2 separate regions of the Pan troglodytes genome follow, and region 2 is linked to region 1. Evidence: chromatin contacts called from public HiChIP or PLAC-seq data. All regions are on one chromosome and are shown on one strand. The core of a region is the stretch at or near the end of the contact, and the rest is flanking DNA. Distances in the headings are between cores, read along the strand shown. Region 1 holds the start of BEAN1 (brain expressed associated with NEDD4 1). Region 2 holds the start of CMTM3 (CKLF like MARVEL transmembrane domain containing 3).

Region 1 (6,348 bases), core at 3,205-5,704:
ACCTGTGTCCCTGGAATCACCTTGGTCTCTTGACACCTATTCCATCATTGTACACATAAGCTATTCCCTCTCCTGGAACATCTCACTCACTGCATCCCATTCATCTGATGAAATCTTGATTGAACTTTAAGCTCAACTCAAGAAACACACCCTCAAAGAGGCCTTTTCTGACCTCCACAGATTGAGTTAAGTGTTTTTTCTTTGAGCACACATCTGGCACAGAAAATATATTGTTCTGGGATCATTTGTTTATAATCTGCTTCTTTTAACACACTGCCAGCTCCTAGAGGGCAGGGACCTTGTTTTCCACATCCTTTTTTTTTTTTCATCAGTTCATAGCAGAGTTCTTGGCCTGTAGTGAGCATCAGTAAGTATGCATGGGACATATGGGTGGATAGATGCAGACGGGGTAAGTGGATGGGTGATGGGAGTTTGAATGGATAGATGAGGAGTGGGTGAATGGGAGGAAGAATAAATGCATGTGTAGGAGGATGGGGAGGTGGTTAGATGAGAGGAAGGAAGGAAGGAAGGCAGGCAGGAAGGAAGGATTGAAAGATGGGAGGAGGCCTAGGTGGATAAGTGGGAGGACAGATGGGTGAATGGCTGGATAAACGGATAGATCATAGGAGGATGGAGAAAGGATAAGTGGACCCATAGGAGGATAGATGAGTGGATGGGTAGGTGGGTAGATGGATGGATCAATCAGTTCTGCCTAGGCTTAGGGTTCAGTCCTTAGATTGTCTTTGTGACCTGGACTCCTCTCAGAGTTCTGCTGCCTGCCGATGACTCCTGAAATTGAACATGTGTATAATCAAACTCATATTCTCCTTTCTCACATTTGATTCCCTTCTAGTGTTCTGTTCCTTGGTGACTGGCAACACCACCCACCTGGTTGCACCAGGTTGGCCTAACTTGTTTGGGGCAGGTTTAGGTAGAAATCTGGGTTCTGCTCCTAATTAGCTATGTGTCCTTGAGCAAGTTACTTGAGTGCCATAAACCTCACTGCTGCATGTGAAATATAAAGAAAATATTACCCACCTCCTCAGGATGTTGGGAGGATGGAATTAAATACTGCATGTAGCATAACTAACACATTGTCAGGCCTCTCTAAGGAGATGTCAGGACTGGGCTGGGGGCAGGAGCAGAAAGTTCTATACCCAGTCCCTGCTCAGCGCTCAGCCACTTACCCTGAAATAAGCTCTACCTTGAATACAGATCTTCAAGAAGCCCCAGAAATAAGTTTCCCCAGAAAGGCCCCTGGAGATAGGAGAGGAAAGGCTGTCTTTTATACTTCAGCTCCTGGAGACCTAGTCCAGGGTCCTAGAAGAGAGGTTTCCCTCCTAAAGGAAGACAGAAGGGGCAGCCTGGCTGTGTTAAGCCGTTCTTACATTGCTATAAAGGAATATATGAGACTGGGTAATTTGTAAGGGGGTAAAGCAAAGACATTTCAAAGAAGGAAGGATGGTAGGGAGGTACAAGCTGATCAGGCCCAAGAGACCCTTCCAACATCTCCATGCCATGGGCTCTGTTTGGGATGAATGACATCATGGATCCTGTTCTTTGCAAACAGAAAAGACGTTTTTTGGGATTCCCTGTGAGCGGCTGGGGTGACATGAAGCACACTCTAGGGCAAGCCCCAAAGCCCAGCACTTGGGGACTCTTTGGGCATCTCACTGTCCTGAGATCTCACTTCCTGATTTCCCTCAGACTCTTCCCTCAGACTCTTCCCTCCAGCATCCCTACCTATCCCTAGGCCAAGCAAACACTAAACACCACTGTGCCTCCCTGGTACCCAGTAGATGCCCCTTCTGCAAATCTGACCCTACACGAAGAAAGCCTCAAAACTATGACATACCTAGAGACATAAAGGATAGTCATGGGCATGCACAAGCCTCCCCATGAAGATGTCCGTTGCAGTGTTGTTTAGAAGTATGAAAAATGGAAACAAACTAAACGCTCAGAAATAGGGGACTGGTTAAAAAAATATGTGCAATACAACCATCTGATCCTATGCTAGGTAGCCACCAAAAGTGTGACATAGGAGAGGAGATATCAGTCAGCAAGCTCACTCCATTTAAGGACTCTTGTAGAGTTACACAAGTAAAAAGAAAGGAAAACAGGAAAGCTCAATATTCACAATGACTGGATTTTCTTTTCTTCTTTTTCCTTTTGTATTTTCCAAGTGCCCTACACTAATATATATTTGTGGATGGATACATAGACACACAGAGATTGGTGGGCACGCCGTCATAAGCCAGCTCCCTGAAGCTACACCCAACACCACTGGAAAACAGTCCTGGTTCCAGTCTGAGGAGCAAGCCAGATTTGCCAGGCCAGTGATGCACAAATAGGGGAGTGGACGGGAATTAACTCTTTAGGGCTAGGACCTTCCGCAAGGACTCACTCAAAGTGTGCCACACACACTTATCCCTGGTCCCCCCACCCCCACAACACACACACACACACACAAACACACACAGAGTCTTGCCAAAGGGGGCAGCTTACAGGCAAAACCACTCAACAACTAGAATATCCATCCTGGAAGGGTCAGCAGGTGTCCTCAGAGAGATCAAGGTTATACCGTGGGCACAGCCCTAGCTTGGGAGTTGTAGAGCCTCCAATCCTACCTCTTTGACCCTAGCCTATCCCCTCCTTTCTCTGATCCTTCATTTATTCATTCATAAAATAAATGCATGAGGTTGGACAAAGGGTCTCTCAGGTCCCCTTCCTCGGTTCTCTGAGAATTGTTTCCCTTTATTCTAGCCTCATCCCTTACTCAGAGCTGATGTCCCCGTGACAGCCCCAGCCTGCAGGAGGGCGGGGAGTGGGGGCGGGGTGGGGCGGTAAATAGTGCAGGGAGCAGAGCCCAGAATGAACAGTTACCAGAGGAGGCTGGGAGATGTCCTCAAGCACCCAAGCCCTAGACCACGCAGCTTCCCCTGCCTGGCCCCAGGGAAGCCCAAGACGTGATGACTGGCAGGGCTGGGGTCGAGTGAGGTTTGTTTTCTCCACTGGAGCCTGCTCTGCCCCATCCTCCCTGCAAGGCCAGTCCCTGGCCAACTTTCCCTTCCACAACATCCCCATGGCTTCACTGCTTCCCCAAGGTTTAGCATCAACATGTTCAGCCCTTTGTCACCATGCTTTATTTTTGAGGACCACTTTCCCGCCAGTGACAAGGCTTTCGGTTTTGAAACAAACCCAGCTTTTGACTCCCCTTGCCTCCTAAGCCCCAGTTTCCTCATCAACAGTAGTGGTTCAGAGAGTGTCAGCAACAACACATTTCATCAATTCCTGCAGCAAATTCACTGAGTGCCCACTCTGTGCAGACCCCCGCAGCCCTACCCAGACGCTGCCCTCCTGGCGCTCCCAGGCAAGTGGCGGAGGTTAAATAAATAACTCCTCCATGCTGGCGAGCACCCCAACACAGTAGGGGTGCAATCATTGGGAGCAATATCCTAATGAGGACAGGGAGGCCTGAGAGATGGGCTGCGATTCGTCCAAGGCCCCAAAGCAGGGTGGGGACAGAGCAGGTCCTGGAAGCCTGGAACCCCGGCCTGAGCCAGGCATCCCCTCGGGGCCGGCTTCCACCTGCCAGGGCTGAGCTCTATGCCCTGACGTTTGGGCAGCGGGGAACGGGGGCACAGGGAGGGTGACGGGGTGAAGGAAACAGGCCTGCTGGTGGCTCCGAAGGAAGGTTTGGGCCAGGCCTAGCTGGAATCCCAAAACTCACCTGCCAGCAACCGCGAGCGGGAAGCCCTGCCAGGCTCGCCTGCCCCTGCCAACGGCCCAGCCACGCTGGGTCCCCCTCTCCATCCCGCACTTTGCTCTTTGCCCGCGACAGGGGTCCCCTGCTCAAATGCCCAGCCTAGCCTCGGTCCAACCTGTCTGGCTGTCCTTCCCTGACACCTCGTTTGTCTACCCTTCTCTGCACGTGTCAGTGGCTCCCCGCTCGCGTCCGTGTGTCATTCCCTACACACGCCTGTGTGTCCTCTTCACACGTCTGACTGGAGCGTCGGCCTCCCGCATTTCCCGGCCTCCTCGCCGCCCTGCCCCGCCTGCTGCTGTGTGGGTGTCGGGCTGGCTGTGCGCAAAGGGGCGCGGCTCGGCCCTCCCCCGCACCCGCGCCCCCCGCCCCCCCCCCCCCCCCCGCATCTCGGAGTGACCCGGGCCGCGGCGCCGCGGTGCTGAGGCCCGGGAGCCGCGCCGCCGCCGAGGGGGGCCGGGGCCGGTGACGGTGGCGTGGGCGGCGGCGCGGGGACGACGGGCGGCCGGGCGGGGCTGCGGCAGGGCAGGGCCAGGGCCGGGGCCGGGGCCGGGGCCTGGGAAGCCGCCGCCGCCGCTGCCTCGGCCCGGGATCGCGGGCGGCTGGTCGGCCCGGCTCGCCTGGCCCCGCCTGGCCCGCCCCGCCCCGCCCCTGCGCGCCCAGCAGGCCGAAGCGTAGCGGCGCGCCCCCCGCGACGCCCGAGCCCGAGCGCAGTGGCCTCCGAGCGGGAACCGGACTGGGAGCCGGAGCCGGAGCGGGAACCGGAGCTGGAGCCGAAGCTGGAGCCGGCACTGCGGCGCACGGAGCGGAGCGCTGCAGCCAAGCCGAGTAAGGGGCGTGGGGCTGGGCGGCGCGGGGGATGGGCGGGCGGGGGGTCCCGGCCCCATTCCCCCGCGCTCTGCGGTGGTACCGGCGAACGACACACCCGGGGGCGCGCCGCGCGGAGCCTCGGTGCGCGGGGCGGGCGGATGCGCGGTCCGGAACGGAACCGCAGCGCGCTCGGAACGGAGCGGGATCCCGGGTCTCCCGCGGACCCTCGACCCTGGGCTGGCCACTGGGATCTGCGCGAGCCGAGGCTGACCCTGATCGCGCCCTCGGGCCTCGGGGAAGGGGAGGTATCCAGGTTTTCTGCCTGACTCGAGTCCCCGACGAGCATCAACCCCATTTGGGGAACCCAAGACAGCCTCCCCAGCAGCTTGCCCTCGGTTTTGGGGACCCCTGAACAACCCAACCAAGAAGGGAAAACTAGGGCGCATTCTCGGCCGGGGTGGGAGAGGAAAGGGGCTGGGGCTTCACGGAGTTTGGAGTTTGAACCCACCCGCACCCCTTTGAGCTAGGAAGTTTGACCCTTCGACGAGCAGGTCGCCTGGGGTATGCCCCTGTCTCCGTGCCTCTGTCTCAGCACCGAGCGTGGGAGAGAGAGCGCGCCCTCCGCACCTTCTCCCACTTTGGGGCAGACTTTCCCTTGCGCTGTCAGAGGGACCCGAGGCTGAGTACGAGGCGAGGCGGCAGCTCAGGCTGGCTGCGCAGCGCTGAGTGGCACTGCCGCCGCTCCCCAGGGGCAGGGCCCACCCCACACCCGGCTGACTCTCGCTGCCCTTCCTCCTTCCCTATCGGGCTCTGCGGTCTGGAGGCTGGAGAGCGGTGAGGACCAGGGACTGCCCTGTCCATCTCGGGCGGGTGCCGGCGTGGGTGGCCGGGCGCAGGCTGGGAAAGGGAGGGCGCAAGTAACTGGTGTGAGAGGCAGGGGTTCAGGGATCCTTGCTCTTGAGCCACGATTTCCGATGAGCCCCTGCCGAGAGCATGCCGCTCTGGACTCACTCCTCAAACATAACTGCTCTGCTGGAACGAGAGACTTCACCACCCTGTGCCTCAGTTTCCTCATCTGAAAGTAAGCAGGAGTCTGTTGTGAGCGGGATGTTTAAGGGATTTGGAACCAGAAGGTGGGCTTGGCTAACTTCCTGGCTGTACAACCTTAAGCAAGACACAAACCTCTCTGAGCCTTAGTTTCCCCATCTGGAACATGGGGAAGGTGAATTGGGAGGATTAAATGAGATGACGCTGGTGGGGGTATGTAGCCTGGTGCCTGGCACGCAGCCAGTGGTCAATTGTGGTGGGCTACAGGTGTCATGAGGTGTCCAGCACCAGTAGATGCTGAGATTGAGTGCCTCTGAATCTGAAGTGGTGCTCCCAGCCCCCTCCAAGGAGGCCTTTGAATTCCCCAAGCTGTTGACATTTAATTGCAAAGCAAAACTTTCTCCTTAGGGCCCACCCTTTCTCAGACGCTCCCTCCTCCAAGGCTCTCTACCGCCCAGCCCAGTTCTCCCCTGCTACCTCCCATCTCTCTCCAGGGTGAAAAGGCTGCATCTGACTGTAAGGTGCACCCTTTTCCTCCTTGCCCTTAGCTGGTGTCCGCTGCCCCAGAGAGGGGCACCCACCCATTGCTCGAGCTCTGTACAAGGGAATTTAACACCTCCCTCTTCTCCCGGGTGGAGGATTGCTTTCCCTGAGGAGCCATCAGGCTGTCAGGTGGCTTGGACACACCGATGGTGACGGTTCAGACAGGCAGCAAGAAGCACCAGGGA
Region 2 (5,780 bases), core at 1,215-3,714, 180 kb after region 1:
TGGGTGGGTCAGAAAAGGAGGTACAAGTTCCCACTCTGGTCAGTCGGAGTGGCAGCCTGGCCCCCAGCCTTCAGGCCCTCCCTGGCCCGAAGGTGGGGCCTCAATGGGACTTGCCCCCTTCCACCCAGGAATCTGTCTGCCTCCTGCTGCCATTCATGAAGCCCAGGCTTGCCCCAACTTTGCTCCCAGATCAGAGCAGGTGTCCACAGCAGGAAGAAGCCAGGCAGCAGGAGAAGGCACTTCCGAGCCTGGGAGGGCAGGTGGGGGCCTTCCTGGGCCCCTAAGAGTACAGGGATGCCTGAGCCTGCAGCTGTGGTTTGGGCAGCTGTAGCTGTGGGAAAGGGGGTCCCAGGGCTCCTGTCTGCCCCGTGGAGGAGGCCCCATTCTGCAGCTGCAGTTTGGGTAGCTGCAGCTGCACCTGGGAGAGCAGGACTCCTGCCTGCTCCATGGAGTGTGCAGCCCAGGCCATGCCTCCCTGCTGCAGCTGGGTGATGATAGCAGCAGGTTGTCTGGAGCCACGGCTGCCCTCAAAAGTGATCAATGACTGGTGATTGTCATGAGTGGTACAAGGTCTAGAGATAACCAGGTCCGGCCAGGTGCAGTGGCTCACGCCTGTAATCCCAAACCTTTGGGAGGCCGAGGCGGGAAGATTGTTGGAGGCCAGGAGTTCAAGACCAGCCTGGCCAACATGGCAAAACCCTGTCTCTACTAAAAATACAAAAATTAGCTGGGTGTGGTGGCACAGGCCTGTAATCCCAGCTACTTGGGAGACTGAGGCATGAGAATCCCTTGAATCTGGGAGGTGGAGGTTGCAGTGAGCCAAGATCATGCCACTGCACTCCAGCCTGGGTGACAGAGTGAGACTCTGTCTCAAGAAAGAAAAAAGAGATAACTAGGTCCACACGTGTTTGTGTCTTTCCACAATGTCAGATTTTTATTCACCCTATACCCAAGGGTAAAAAAAAACAAAAGCCACGAGCTATCCCAAGGAGCCAATTTGCTTCTTCTTCTTCTTCTTCTTTTTTCTTTCATACAGAGTCTCACTCTGCCGCCCAGGCTGGAGTGCAGCTGGAGTGCAGTGGTGCGATCTCAGCTCACTGCAACCTCTGCCTTCTGGGTTCAAGTGATTCTCATGCCTCACCCTCCCAAGTAGCTGGGGTTACAGGCCTGTGCCACCACGCCCAGCTAATTTTTGTATTTTTAGTGGAGATGGGTTTTCGCCATGTTGGCCAAGCTGGTCTCGAACTCCTGACCTCAGGTGATCTGCCTGCCTCAGCCTCCCAAAATGCTGGAATTATAGGCATGGGCCACTGCACCCAGACCCAAGGAGCCAATTTTCCTTAGTACTTCTCGTTCACTCAGTAGTGAGCACATGGGCTCAAGCCACTCCACAAGTCAGTCAATATTGCAAACCATATATAATAGTATACTTAATCCACATGTAAATGTTATAAACATTCCACAACAAACAAAGTAGCATTTAACATCAAGAGAAAAAGAGATAGGAGAAAGGGTTAAGGAACCAGTTCCAGGGTAAGGAAGAAGACAAAAGGAATCCTGGTCTGGGCTTGAGGGTCTTGCAGAGTCTTTGAGGGGCAGAGCCTTGGGAGGCAGATGCAGAGTTCTTATGAATGGCAGTGGGATGGTTGTCAGTTAAGGCTGCTGGGCTGCTGTTTTGTAGTCACAGAGTGCTCTGGTGAGAAATGGTCGAGGAACAGTGTGCTTCTTTGTGTCCTTATCTGGTTGGATGCAGTCTTTATTTATTTTATTTTTTTATTTTTTGAGACAGAGTCTTGCTCTGTCGCCCAGGCTGGGGTGCAGTGGTGTGATTTTGGCTCACTGCAACCTATGGCTCCCGGGTTCAAGCGATTCTTGTGCCTCAGCCTCCTGAGTAGCTGAGATTATAGGCACGGTGCCACCACGCCCAGCTAATTTTTGTATTTTTAGTAGACACGGGGTTTCACTATATTGGCCAGGCTGGTCTCGAACTCCTGACCTCGTGATCCACCCACCTCCGCCTCCCAACGTGCTGAGATTACAGGCATGAGCCACAGCGCCTGACCTTCTATTTTTTATTAAACAAAACATCTTGCCCTTGTTGGCAAAGCACCCTATGAAATATAAAATGAAGTCTTTTTCTAAGATGGAGTTAGTTATGTCAAGGGTGCGCAGTACTGTGCCATAAGCTCTCCCCCGGCTGCCCAGAGAGAAAACCTCTTAAAGACACCATCACAGCAGTTCAGCGGGGAGCAGGCAGGAATGGTTTCGGATCTAGTGGTGGTGAGAAGTAGACAGAGATCAGAGAAAGTTATAGGAGGTGAAAGTGGGAGGACCTTGGTTACAGACTGCCGGTGAAGAGGGACAAGGACAACCCGCAGGTCTCCGCTAGTCAGGTGGAAGGAAAGGAGGGGGCAGTGCCCTTCGCAGAGGCACAGGAAGCTGGGTCTTGATCACGCTGAACTCCAGACGCTCTCTAGATGTGCACGCATGTGCGTGTGGAGTGTGTGTGTGTGTGAGAGAGAGAGAGATGTGTTGGGGTGGGGGGACTGCAGGTCAGGAAGTCCTGCAGATGTGCGTGCCTGTGTGTGTTTGCGCGCGCGCGCGTGTGTGTGTGTCTGTGTGTGTGCCTGGAGCTGTGCTTGCAGGTCTGAGAGTCCTCTGAGAATGGGTTGGGGGAGGCGGGTGCAGGACCGAGGCCTGGAACAGCCAACAAAGAGGCCCTGGAGGAGGGTGGGGCTGGCCGGGGACAGGAGGGGTGGCCAAGAAAGTCGCAAGAAAACTCCGGCCCCCAAGAAAAAGAGAGGGCATGGGTTGCGGAGCCGACATCACGGCCGGGGTCTTTGCTGTTTAGACGCCTGGGTTCCCGGATCCCAGACACGCGCACGGGCAGGAAGTTAGACCGGAGACAGCGAGTATAGACAGCCCTTCTGGATAGGGGCAGACGGGTGGGAGCTCCGAAGGGGTGCCGGGGCGGTGATCGGGAGGTCTCCAGCGGCCCGAACCAGGGTGAAGAAGAAGGTGGAGTCTGCGGAGGCCCCAGGCCGGGGAGGGGGCGGGTCGGGCCCAGCATCCCCCGCAGCCGGGGTCCGAGGGGGAGGGGCGGGCTGGAGGAGCGGGTGGGGGCGGGGCGGGGCGTGGCGGCGGGGGATGCGCCCCTGCGCGAGCCAGTGTCGCCTGCCCTCCTTCCGCACAGCCCGGGTTTCCGCTTCCCTCCGGGCGCGAGAAGAGGGGAGCCAGGCCGAGCCCCGGCCGTACCGCCGCCGCCGCCATGTGGCCCCCAGACCCCGACCCCGACCCCGACCCGGACCCCGAGCCTGCCGGCGGCTCCCGTCCCGGCCCCGCGGTCCCCGGGCTCCGCGCCCTGCTGCCGGCGCGGGCTTTCCTCTGCTCTCTCAAAGGCCGCCTCCTGCTGGCCGAGTCGGTGAGTGCGGCGGGACCCTCGGCCGCCCCGCTGGGACTGCGCGGCTCCTTTCGGAGGAGGACGTCGGGGCGCGGGTGGGGTCCGGGGGCGGCCGCCGTGCTCCGATACCCCCTCTCCGCGCCGCCTCGGCCGACTTCTCTCGGGCGCCTGGCGAAGTTGGGTCGAGGTCCCCAAACTTTGGACGGCGGGGCGGGGCCCGAGCCCAGGCCATCCGCGGCGCTGTCCCCGCGAGTCCAGAGCTGGGGGCCGTGGGAAGTGGGTGGGGCCCGGGGATGTGGGTCCTGCTGTGTGAGCCAGGCGCCCCCGCCCTCTCTGGGCCCCGGGGACTCGGGCAACTCGGACCTCCGGGACTCCCGGGCCGCAGCGGGGTCCGCTTTCCTGCGCGCGGGTAGTGCAGGCCGGGGCCTCGACCTGCAGGGCCGAGCGGGCGGGGGGCCGTGCGGAGCGGGAGGGATCCCCCACCCCCGGGACTGGGTGAGGCGGCCCCGCGGTGACTTCATCGCCCTCCTCCCCTCCGCGGCCGGGCTCCTTCCTACTCCGCCCTCGCCCCCACCCCGGCCGGTGGGGCTTCTTTGTCCTCTGGACACCGGAGGCGCCCGCACTGTCCGCTGTGGGGTAGGGGTGGCGCTGGGCCGCCGGGGATGGGGAGGGAGAGGCCGGGCCGGAGACCGGGGGAGGCGGGAGGAGAGAGCGGCGCACGGCGGCGGCCACTTGTTGCTTAGATCCCAGGGACTTGGCGCTTCCTGCCCTTGTCCCCACTTTACAGATGAGAGCGCTCAGGCGCCTGATTTGACAGGTGGCTCAACTGAGGGGCCCAGTGAGAGCGGCCCGGAGGGTGGGGGCAGGAGGAAGGGGGATTCTGCTCCGGGACCTCTCCCTGGTCGCTCAGGGCAGAGGGCCTAAGGTGGTCCTGCAGCCTCTCCCACGGTCAGCCCAGAAGCCACCTGCCCAACGCCCAAGTGAGACACCAATGCCACACTCCGAGCCCACACTCCCAGCCCCACCCTGGAGACCACTGGGAGCCACTTGAGGGGAGAAGCCTCGAATCCACCGTCCCCAGAGTGGCTTGAACCCCCCCATCCCCACCCAGGACCACCTCATAAGGGGGAGGCATATGTCCAGCAGGAGCATAGAGGCCACCCTGGGCCCAGCAGATGTCAGGAATCCAGGTCAGGGAGGATAAGGAAGGGTCAACGGTCAGCACTCAGGGTTCACAGGAGCCGCTGAGGGCACTCCTGCCTCCCTAGTCCCCTCACTCCCACCCCCAGGCCAAGCAAGTGCAGAGGCTGAGATGGACAGAAACAGAGAGAGGAAGTGGCCCCAGAAATCGCGGGGTGAAAAAACAGGAATTGAGAGGGGAATCCCCAGAATTAGGCTTTGGGGTGCAGGCATAGGAGACAGGAAGGGGAGGGCCAGAGCTGGGTCAGTCCCATGGAAGGCCTTCCTGGGAGGCCCCAGCAGCCTCCCAGCCCGTCTCTATGCCTTAGTCTATCTTTCCAAAGGGGGCTCAGCTGCACCCAAGGCCATGTGCAGAGCAAATGGGGGTGCTCTGGGGACCCCCTGGGATCCCTGCAGTTCATTTGTCTGAAGCAGCCACAGTGCTTCCTGTGGGGCATCTGGGTGTCCCCATGGGGACTCCTGCACCCACTAGAAACTACTCAGCCATAGACATGTTCAAACGCAGCCACAGTGACAGAAACCAGGGACAGATGGCCTCCCCAACACCCACAGTGCCAAGTTGCTTAAGAACTCTACCTGGGCCCGGCGTGGTGGCTCATGCCTGTAATTCCAACACTTTAGGAGGCCGAGGTGGGTGGATCGCCTGAGGTCAGGAATTCGAGACCAGCCTGGCCAGCATGGTGAAACCCTGTCTCTACTAAAAATAAAAAAATTAGCTGGGTTTGGTGGCGGGCGCCTGTAATCCCAGCTACTCGGGAAGGCTGAGGCAGGAGAATCACTTGAACCCGGGAGGTGGAGGTTGCAGTGAACTGAGATCGTGCCACTGCACTCCAGCCTGGGAGACGGAGCAAGACTCCATCTCTGGGGCGGAGGTAAGATAACTCTATCTGGGGGGTCAGCCAGCCCTGGGTTCAAATTCTAGTAGCCTCTGATTAGCCATGTGACAGAGTCTTCTCATCTGTAAAGTGGGGCTGTGCTCATGGGTGGATGTGAGGGTCAGAGGAGATGCCCGTGAGCCTCAGGGTACCAGGCACTGTGGAGCCCCAGGCTGGCCAACAGGTCACCTTGGCCTGCTCTGCAGCGCACCTGGGCTGCAGGACTGCCCAGGGCTCGACATCCTCCTGCATCAGCTCTTCCCACCTACAGAGTTGTGGGCAAGACCACAGTGAACATTTTGATT

Evidence for each region. HiChIP or PLAC-seq counts read pairs in DNA pulled down with a chosen protein or histone mark.
Region 2: an H3K4me3 HiChIP or PLAC-seq map of stem cell-derived excitatory neurons shows a contact between it and region 1, with 2.9 times the contacts expected there. The contact joins the promoter of CMTM3 here to the promoter of BEAN1 in region 1. A contact is called at or near these places in 1 of 7 Hi-C or Micro-C datasets (blood) and 1 of 1 datasets of contacts at active chromatin or transcription factors (stem cell-derived excitatory neurons).

Annotation. Positions count from the first base shown.
Region 1 is chr18:64,454,153-64,460,500 of NHGRI_mPanTro3-v2.0_pri, forward strand. BEAN1 (brain expressed associated with NEDD4 1) reads left to right here and starts at 4,455. Exons shown (of 5, transcript XM_016929969.3): 1 at 4,455-4,591.
Region 2 is chr18:64,631,353-64,637,132 of NHGRI_mPanTro3-v2.0_pri, forward strand. It overlaps CMTM3 (CKLF like MARVEL transmembrane domain containing 3), which reads left to right and starts at 2,465. Exons shown (of 6, transcript XM_016929977.3): 1 at 2,465-2,912; 2 at 3,194-3,421. The coding sequence starts at 3,269. The region is part of intron 4 of CMTM4 (CKLF like MARVEL transmembrane domain containing 4); the gene reads right to left.